Regions from separate parts of the Oryctolagus cuniculus genome. Here region 1 is linked to region 2. A link is a contact called in public Micro-C data. All regions are on one chromosome and are shown on one strand. Each heading gives the region's core, a stretch centred on a gene start, on an enhancer-like site or on the middle of the called end of the contact. The rest is flanking DNA. Distances are from core to core; before and after follow the strand shown.

Region 1 (4,858 bases), core at 1,316-3,815, 150 kb after region 2:
CCCGAAAACCATGCACAGTTCACACTGTCTCTAGAATCCCAGCGTTTACTCCCGACTTACAGCCTCAGGATTCGGGTCGCCAGTTTTAAATGTGTGCTTTTGATCACGTTTTGAATTCTAATGCGAGTTCTTCCCCGTGGAGCTCTCTGGGCCTGACAACACTGATTTCCCTCATCTGTGCCCACAAGAATGTGTGCACTTGACATCATTCACAGTAATATATTAACAGGGAATATTTGAGAAAAAGGGCTTTATGCCTCCCGCTGTGCTGGGGCATTTTAGTTAAAATGGAAAAAAGAGAGCTCAGTGTATGGGCCCAGGGCTCCCTCTGGTGGCGAGAGGTGAGAGTGTGTGCAGGGTCTCTTCCAAGGCGGGGGGTGGCTCTGTTCACTGGGTCCTGCCCCTAGCTGGAACCTCAGGCAGTGCCTGTTAGGGCTGGGAGGTTTCCCTCACGGCCTCTCCAAGGTAGGCACGGCTAGTGGAAATTCTCTGGGGGTGTGCGAGGTACAAGGGCCCGAGGAGCTGTGGGTGTCTGTTTCGGGGGAGACCCCCGTTTCCAACTGAGCTGAGATGTCTGGGCAGGGGTCCCACAGGTAGAGGCAGAAACAGGAAGAAAAAGGAGGTGGGCTTGGGGCTGCGGTGGGGGGAGCTCCTGATCCTGGCCCCTAAGTTCAAGCCTGTGGCTGGGCGAGCCTGAGCAGCTGCCCTTGCTGTGGTTGGGTGGGAGAACGGCTGAGAGCAAGCAGGTGGAGGGGCGGGATCCTGACACCGCCCTGTCTCCCGGCGGGGGCTCCCCAGCTGCAGCTTGTGCCGGAGAGCTGGCTCCTGGAGCCGGGGCCACTGGGGTCGGGATTCTCCATCCCAGCATCCTAAGGCAGGAAGGCCAGTGTGGACATGGCTGGCCAGGCGAAGCCGTGGACACAGGGGCCTGTCCACGTCGCTTCGTCTGCAGCCAGTCCAGCTGTGGAGTGTGCCGGGGGCCCCCAGCACCGTGCCCCCCGCTCTGCACACAGACCCCGTCGGCTTCAGCAGCCGAGGGAGTGGGTCACAGCCAGCCCAGCTGTGGAGTGTGCCGGGGGCCCCCAACACTGTGTCCCCCACTCTGCACACAGACCCCATCGGCTTCCGCAGCTGAGGGAATGGGTCACAGCCAGCCCAGCTGTGGAGTGTGCCGGGGGCCCCAACACTGTGTCCCCCGCTCTGCACACAGACCCTGTCAGCTTCTACACCCGAGGGAGTGGGTCACAGCCAGCCCAGCTGTGGAGTGTGCCGGGGGCCCCCAGCACTGTGTCCCCCGCTCTGCACACAGACCCTGTCGGCTTCGGCAGCCGAGGGAATGGGTCACAGCCAGCCCAGCCATGTCCAGGGGAAAACCCCAAGGTCTGTAAAGTGGGGGTGGGGTGGGGTCTGCTGCTCCGCCAGGCGCCTAGAGATAGAGCCCATCTTCCAGGCTCTGAGCCCCCCCCCCCCCCCGGGGGGAGGACTTTTATTTGCTTATTAATTCTAACATCTTCCTATTCTTCAGGTCCTTTGGCTTTGAAAGGTGGGAATGTGCTCCTCCTGGGAGTGAAGCCTCCCTTTCCTCTGTCCCCTTGCCAGATGCGGCCCCTGCAGGGCTCCTGGCCAGGGCGACCTCCGCTATGGAGCTCCAGGCGTTCCGGCCAGCACCCGGGGCTCCTGACCCTGCTGCCTGCAGCTGCACCGGGGCATGGGAACGTCGAGGCTGGGGCCCCAAGCCCCCGGCTGCACTCCTTCCTGCCCCCCGGCACCCAGCATTCATGAGCCCGCCTGCAGCGTGCGTGGCGGTGCTGGGAGGAATGAGCGTATTCGTGAACACATCCATGCTCTTCTAAGGGTCCGTCCCGTGGGGTTTGTAGCCCTGCCCTCCTCCCAGGAGGGGGGGCCAGCAGCACCCCCCCCCCCGCCCCTGCAGCCTCTGCTGTGATGGCAAATCTGGGCTGCAGGCAGCTCCCAGCACCCCCACCCCCACCCCCCCGCCATGGAGCTCTTCCATGACCCCTGACCCGGGCCGCAGCTGCCCACCCCTTTCCCAGCAGCTCCGGCATGCAGGAGGTGGCCCTGCAGATGTCCGATGGTGGCCGGGATCCAGGAATTGGATTTGTGGAATTTTTGGCCCGGTTTTGCAGTCACCCACTGACTGTGACCCCTGCGCCGAAGTCACTTCCTCATCACCGCGTGCTTAGCGAGCACTGGCTCCCAATGTGAGGGCTTTCAGACGCCCCCCCACCCCCACCCCGTCCCCTGCTTCTCTGTGGCTTTGCCTGAAGTCGGCACCCGGGGCCTGGGAGACACTAACGCCGTCCTGTCCCTGGAGGCGCTTCTCCTGTTTCCTGCTTGGCCATGGTGTTTGCACTGGGAGGGGTGCCTGGATCCCACCTGCCCGGTCCCTTGGTTTTCAGGACACGTCCATGGCCTGCTGGCCCTGCTGTTGGGCAGTCCATCAGCTGAGGCCTGTGCCCAGGCCTGTGAGTGGACAGCACAGTGCCTTTGGCAAGCAGTTAGCATAGAGCTCATGAGAGTCGCCTCCTGCCGTGGCTGTGGGCCACATGCTGTCCCCACGTGGCCAGTCTGGGCGGGGCCTGGAGGACAACCCCAGTCTCCAGCAGCGTCTCCATGTGTGCTTCAGCCCTCATAGATCCGTGGCCCTGGGAAACACGGTTCAGGGTTGAGGCTTCCCTGCTGGCCGTCGAGATGGGCCCAGCGTGCCGGCCGGTCCGAGGGTCCGTGACGGCCGCCGGCTCTGTGTGGATTCTGGGGTCAGCCCCGTTTTTGCTGGTGGTCATTGTGTTGTCCTCCAGGGATGGGAGCTTTGTCTGTGTTTGATTTTTGACTTGGACACGTGACATTGGACTTCCTGCAGCATGGGCTTGTGGGCACAGATGTTAGAAGAGGGAAGAAACAACTGGGTCTTATGAAAGAGCCATTTCTTCCCCTGTTTATGGCTTTTTATGAAAGCTGTATGCTTGATTCAGACAATTAGCAGAACCTGCAGCTGCTCCGTGCGTGCAGTTCTGTCTCCTGCCCCATTTGAAAGGGCCGATTTGGACGCCGCCATTACTCTCGGTGCTGTGCGCTCTCATATGAATGAACAGTGGCCTTTTGTTCTTCCTCCCCGTGTTCGGACTTCATCGTGGAGGGCCCAGCAGCAGTCGCTTTCACTGCTGGTGTGGAGTCTCGTTTCTGTCCGCAGCCATCGCTCCGATGCTCAAGAAGGATGTCCAGAGGCGTTGGCACCAAAACTCTTCGTGTATGTTTTACAGTGTTCACCTCGTATTGCTGCCTTCCGTGCTGGCGTGGCCGTGGCCAGCAGTGGCTGTGCCTTCCAGCTTTGCCTGGCGTGACTCATGTGGACACCATGTCCTCCCGGCTCCTCCTGGGAACCCTCAGGGGTCCTGGAGCTCCCACAGAAGGGTGGTCACCATCAGGGCCCTGCCGGCTGCAGCTGCAGAGTCTGGCTCAGAGACTGCTGGCACCGGTAGCTTCTGGACAACACGTCCAGCTCTTGGCTTTTCCCGCGGTCCCGGTGGAAATTTGCTGGGAGCTTGGAGGAGTCGTTTGGCCTCCATGCGACACTTGCTCTTTGCTTGCTGGCTGTGTGGCTCTCTGAATGCTTCTCCTGTCTGCCTGCTCTGCTCCGGTTCCCATAACAGCCTTGGACAGGCCGTGGGCTGTTAGATTATTCATAGGCACTTTTGTCTGGACAAAAGATTAGGGAAGTTTAAAAAATGTGGGGGATGGCCAGAGCCGTGTCAGTGAAGGGGTCACTTCCTTGGTAGCCCTTCAGTTCCAAACGCCCGGGCCGTGCGGATTGCTTAAGTGCTGTGGTGACGTTTGGGAAAGAATGTGTTTTTGCAATGGAAGCAAGCACTGGGAATTCAGAGGTCTGCCTGCTGTTCCCAAGGGCTGCCAGCGAGCCACCGGCATCTTGACTTCCCCATCTGTGAAATGGACATAAAAGGGCTGGTGCCTCGGCTGACATCACTGCGGGGAATTCTCCACATTCTTCTGGGAACCTGCTTGCTCCAGTGACCCAGAAACAGTGGGCCGGCTGCAGGCTGAGCTCATTTCTATTTCTGGCCCGGTGCTGACTCAGTGAGAAACTGGGAGAAAGCAGTTCCTCTGGCTCGGGTCCTCAGTGCATTCCACGATTAAAAGAATTATAAAATCTTATCTTTGCTGGTCTCAACGAGATGCTGCCAATAATAATGAAGTTCTAAAAATACCCCGCCCCATGGAACAGAAAGCACCGATTGGCGTGGTGTGTCTTTCCCCCTTCCCTCCGACTCGACGTTGGGTCGCCGCACGTGCACCGCTCGGTTTTTCTTTCTTTCTTTTTGCCTGCTGCTTGCAGGGTGGTGTTATTTTATTTTGAGTGGCGTTTTCCTACCTCTGAAAAGTAACTGCCCCCATTTGTTGGCTGCGGGCGCCAGAGCCGTCTATTGCCGATGCTTCCTGTAGCTATCTTCTTGATGTTAATGCAGGCGATGGATGGATGTGTTGAAGTAGTTCTTCCTCTGAACAGGTCTTAGTGTGGGAACGCGTTTCTTTCCCAGCTGTCTGTCCCAAGGCCTCAGGGAGAAGGAGCCAGCATTCCCCATCCCCTCCTGCGCCAAGGGCCTCCGGGCGTTTGCACCTGCTCTGCTGAGCCCTGTGGATGCCCGGGCTGCTACGCTGCGGGGCGGAGCCTTCCTTAATCCATCCATTATTTTACCCTCTCCTCTCTAGGGTTTGAAACGCTGTCTCTCATGTTGACTCAAAGGCTGTGTCTAGATTACCAATGAAACGGACAGCGCCATGGTGGCTTGGTGGCGTGGAGTCCCAGGATCATGGCCCCGTC
Region 2 (4,813 bases), core at 635-3,134:
AGAGGGAGAGGGAGAGGGAGAGGGAGAGGGAGAGGGAGAGGGAGAGGGAGAGGGAGAGGGAGAGGGAGAGGGAGAGGGAGAGGGAGAGGGAGAGGGAGAGGGAGAGGGAGAGGGAGAGGGAGAGGGAGAGGGAGAGGGAGAGGGAGAGGGAGAGGGAGAGGGAGAGGGAGAGGGAGAGGGAGAGGGAGAGGGAGAGGGAGAGGGAGAGGGAGAGAGGGAGAGGGAGAGGGAGAGGGAGAGGGAGAGGGAGAGGGAGAGGGAGAGGGAGAGGGAGAGGGAGAGGGAGAGGGAGAGGGAGAGGGAGAGGGAGAGGGAGAGGGAGAGGGAGAGGGAGAGGGAGAGGGAGAGGGAGAGGGAGAGGGAGAGGGAGAGGGAGAGGGAGAGGGAGAGGGAGAGGGAGAGGGAGAGGGAGAGGGAGAGGGAGAGGGAGAGGGAGAGGGAGAGGGAGAGGGAGGAGGGGAGAGGGAGAGGGAGAGGGAGAGGGAGAGGAGGGCATCTGGTGGGATGAGAGACGCCACCTGCGACACCGCGGCTGGAGAACACGGCCAGGCTGCAGAAACGCCAGGACCACGCACAGTCGAGGGCAGAGGCTGAGCCCGCCCAGCGGGTCCTTGGAGAAGCTCTCCCAGGGCCCGCTGAATGTGTGTGCGTCAGAACCAGATTTCTACCCACAAGGGACGCCTTCTCAGAGCCTCTGAGGCCCCCGGGTGGCAGGAACGCGGTGTGGTCCCAGCGGTGGACACTAGGTGGCAGTCGGTGGCGCCTTACAGAGCAGGAACCGCTCCCGGGGCCTGGAGTGCTGGTGCTGGAAAGACTGGACCCGAGGTCCTTCTGGGTCACAGTGACTCACCTCCGGGGACAGAGGGCAGCCTCCTCGCTGGTCATGGGTGCTAGCCTCCCCTGGGGAGTGCTCTTGCATCTGGACTGCAGAATTCCAGACCCAGCTTCCCGCCACAGGGTGGCTGAACTAACCCCTACTAACTTGTGTCCTAGCTCCCTCCCCTTTGGCCTCCTTCTGGACACAGCCCTGGCCCTCTGCAGCAGTGCAGCGGATTGAGCTGCCGCCTGCAGTGCCAGCATCCCATATGGGCGCCGGTTCGAGTCCCGGCTGCTCCTCTTCCCATCCAGCTCTCTGCTGTGGCCTGGGAAAGCAGTAGAAGATGGCCCAAGTCCTTGGGCCCCTGCACCTACACAGGAGACCCAGATGAAGCTCCTGGTTCTGGCTTGGCCCAGCCCTGGGTGTTGTGGCCATTTGGGGACTGAACTAGAGGATGGAAGACCTCTCTCTCTCTCTCTCTCTCTCTCTCTCTCTCTCTCTCTCTCTCTAACTCTGCCTTTCAAATAAATAAAATTAAAACAAAACAGGACAGTGGGTGGCCTGGCCCTATCACAGAGACAGCCAGTCGGAGTGCTGCCTGGCTCGAGCCATAAGGGGACTAAGCCACAGTGGCAGGCGAGCTGTGCAGATCCTGGAGCAGTCTGTGACAGCGCTGGGAGACCCCCGGGGACCCGAGAGTCCGCAGCTCAGGGACAGTTCCTGCCCGGGCACCACGAGCCCCGAGGAGCTGGCAGGTGGCACGGCTCACTGCCCACGCCAGGGACCCCGCCCGTCTCCTGCCCTGGTCGTGCTGGACACTGAGCGGCTGTCTGGCCATCCTGACTTCTCTCCCAGGAGTCTCGTCTTAGAGCGGTGACTTGGACAAACACTGGACACACATCCGCAATTAAACAAAGGACAACAAACCCTGAGAAACGGATCTTTTTTGGGTCTGTGGAAAGATAACGGGCGGCTCGTTTGGGCAGACGCGAAGCCTTGGTCCCGGGTGGCAGGAAACCGGATGACATTCACGTCCATTCCAGGAGAGTGACTCAGCCGGGCTGTTCTCAGGACAACCCTAGTGGCATCTGCTACGCAAGTGGCCGTCTGCACTGATGACCTGGGAGGGACAGGGGGACCTGGCCGAGCCAGGCCCACTGTGCCCCGTGAGAGGGAGAAAGGGGGGCTTGGTGAGGGAGCGGGGAGCCCCTGTGGACTGCGTGAGCGTGGGCCTGGCTGGACTTGGGACTGCCTGGGTCTGGGGACAGCCACCTTGCAAAGCAGCTCATTGGCAGCCGGGAAGTCGTGGGTGGGCTGTGAGGGGTCGTCTTGCTCCTTCATCACTGCTGTGAGCTTTTCCGGGTTCGGAAGGAACCCAGACACCCACGGCCCCTTCTGTCCTCTGCTCCCAAACTGAACTGCTGCCAGCTGGTGCGAGGGACATAGGTCCTCGTGCAGAGTCCCCCGGGTGTGACCCCCATGCTGAGGGCCCCCTAGGCCTACAGCACCCCTGGGCAGCACCCATACTGCCCAGCCCCCTCCTGCCTCTGGAGTTGCTGACCACACCCCTGATGGCCCCCCTGCCCATGGACCCCGCATTGAAAGCCTGCCATCAGACATAGTCTCACTGCAGAACGGAACATGTTAGGGTCGCTCTGCTCACCACCCAGTGGAACTCAAAGTCCCTCCCCCGCCTCGGGCTCCATGCGGCCACCCCTCTCCTCCGGCCGCCGTGCTGCTGGCTGGACCCGCACCCCCAGGCCTCGCCGGGTTGGTCCGCAGCTCCCCAGCTTTGCCTATGCGGCCTGTCTTCCTTTTTCGGGTGCACTGGAGTCTGCGGTCTCTCCTGGCTCGCTTTCCCCCAGTGGCCAATCACCCTACTCCCCACCCGTCTGTGGCTGGGCCTGGCACTGGCTGCAGGGGTCCCCCCGCCAGCTGGTTTAATTGCAAAAGAAGCCAGACAGGGCTGAAATTAGCCCCGCCCTCCATCTCCACCTGCCGATAGGGCGGGGACTCCGCGGCCTCAGCTTCCCCACGAGCTGTCGCCCTGGCTGTGTGGACACTGGGGTCCTGAAGGATCAGCCTGTCGAGGCTTCTCCCCGCCCAGCCCCGGCAGCAGGAAGCCCAGCCGGGCCCTTTGCAAAGCCAAGAGTGACCAGGACACTGCTCCGTGGTGACCTTGCCACCAGCAAGACTCGCCCGGGAGACTCGCTGTGCTCACGCTCCCTGGCCAGCAGGGGGTCAGCACAGCTGCAGCTGCACCTGCACACACTCTGCAGAGGACACACACACGTGTGCACACACATCGCAGAGGGCACATGCACACATGCGTGCACACACACTGCCAAGGATACACACACACGTGTGCACACACACTGCAGAGGACACACACACTGCAAAGGATGCACACGTGTGCACACACACTGCCAAGGACACACACATGTGTGCACACACACTGCCAAGGACACATGCACACACATGTGCACACACACTGCCAAGGACACACGCACACACATGTGCACACACACTGCCAAGGACTCACACACAGTACACACACATGCATACACGCTTCTTAAATTTAGAAGGAGTGGAAACTACATCAAGAATCCTACATACGAGGAAATACAGGTGGACTCTACTAGGACTTAGCTTCTAACGCTACGCAGGGAAAGCGTCCTGGCTTGTAAACAAACACACAAACCCCACCCCAGACCGAGGCACTCACGCCTGCCTTTCGCAGCCAATGACAGTCGCCGTAGAAGTCCACCCCCAGGAAGGCAGGCTCTGCTCGGCGTGGGCTCCACGGCGGCCTGGGGTTTACCGTATCGGATGGAGCAGCTCGTGCAAGCCGAGGTGCCCACGCGCAAACAGCTGACCGCAGAACGCCCGTCTCTGCTGATCCGCGGATGGGCTCCTGCCTATGCTGCGGCGTCTCCAAGGGCAGGCAGCTGGGGTTGGCTGCCGCCCGCGCCCCACATCGGAGCGACGGGTAAACCCCGGCTGCTCGGCTCCCAGTGCAGCTCCCTGCTGGTGCCCCAGGGAAAGCCGCAGGTGACGACTCAAGTACTTAGGTCCCTGCTCCCCGATGCTTCTGGCTGTGGCCTGGCCCAGCCCTGGCTGATGCAGGCATTTGAGGAGTGCAGACGGAAGGGGTATGTGTGTGTGTGTGTGTGTGTGTGTGTGTGTCCCTCTGTCAGTCTTTCAAATCCGTCTTGAGAAGAGCAGACTGCACGCACAGCCGGCACTGCGCGGGGTCCTCTCTTGTGGACCACACCGCGCCTGCCTCTCCTGGCTCCTGTGCGTTTCCAGGGAACCGGCCACGTGTCGCTGACTTCGAGTCCAGCTCCCTGACACGGCTGCGGATCCACCTGCATCCCCTCCTGCGCCCCCGGGGCAGCACGCATTCGCCAGCTCGCGTCCACCTGGTCCATCTCTGAAGACGCCGAGTCCGGAGGCTGAGTGAACGAGCGACTCAAACAGAGCGGCCTCCACCAGCCAGGTGTCGTCCAGGAGCAGCACCCTCGGATGCGTGCCGAGGCCTGCAGCCCTCCGCCCCTCGGCGACGTCCGCCTCGCCCAGGCCGTGGGCATAAACTACAGCAACGTGGACACGTGGCCGCCGCAGGACCGGCCACCTGGAGCTCTCCTGCTCTGCCAGGCGACGGGCACGGCCCGAAGCCTCTGAGAACGAGCCCAGCCCTCTGTGTGACGCTGCCAGCAGTCACAGGGGTGAGGCACTCAACACACCCGCCGCTCCCTGGCCCTGGACTCCCCGCCCCCTGAATACCGAGTGGTTCTGGGTAGTTACGGCAAAGCCGCTGATGTGGCAGCAGCACACACTAGGACACCAACTGACTCACAGAGGTGGGGTCCCTAAGACCGCGTGGACCGAGGGAACCCAGCACGCGAGCGGGCACAGCCTGCGGAAGTGAACCTTGGCCGACTGCCGTGCGACCCGAGGCCGTCGGCAATGACCGCGCACTGCTTAGAAAGCAAC

The links. A called contact is a pair of places that touch in the nucleus more often than the background predicts.
Region 1: a Micro-C map of ear pinna shows a contact between it and region 2, with 8 times the contacts expected there. The contact joins two enhancer-like sites. A contact is called at or near these places in 3 of 6 Hi-C or Micro-C datasets (ear pinna, psoas muscle and an unstated tissue).

What each region holds. Positions count from the first base shown.
Region 1 is chr9:2,700,171-2,705,028 of mOryCun1.1, forward strand. The region is part of intron 2 of COL4A1 (collagen type IV alpha 1 chain); the gene reads left to right. Among named protein-coding and RNA genes, the nearest start is that of COL4A1, 68 kb to the left of the region's middle. Within about 2 kb of position 2,566, at least 2 of the 8 cell types and tissues checked have an H3K27ac peak or open chromatin away from gene starts, as enhancers often do.
Region 2 is chr9:2,554,352-2,559,164 of mOryCun1.1, forward strand. All of the region lies in intron 4 of COL4A2 (collagen type IV alpha 2 chain), which reads right to left. Among named protein-coding and RNA genes, the nearest start is that of COL4A2, 78 kb to the right of the region's middle. Within about 2 kb of position 1,885, at least 5 of the 8 cell types and tissues checked have an H3K27ac peak or open chromatin away from gene starts, as enhancers often do.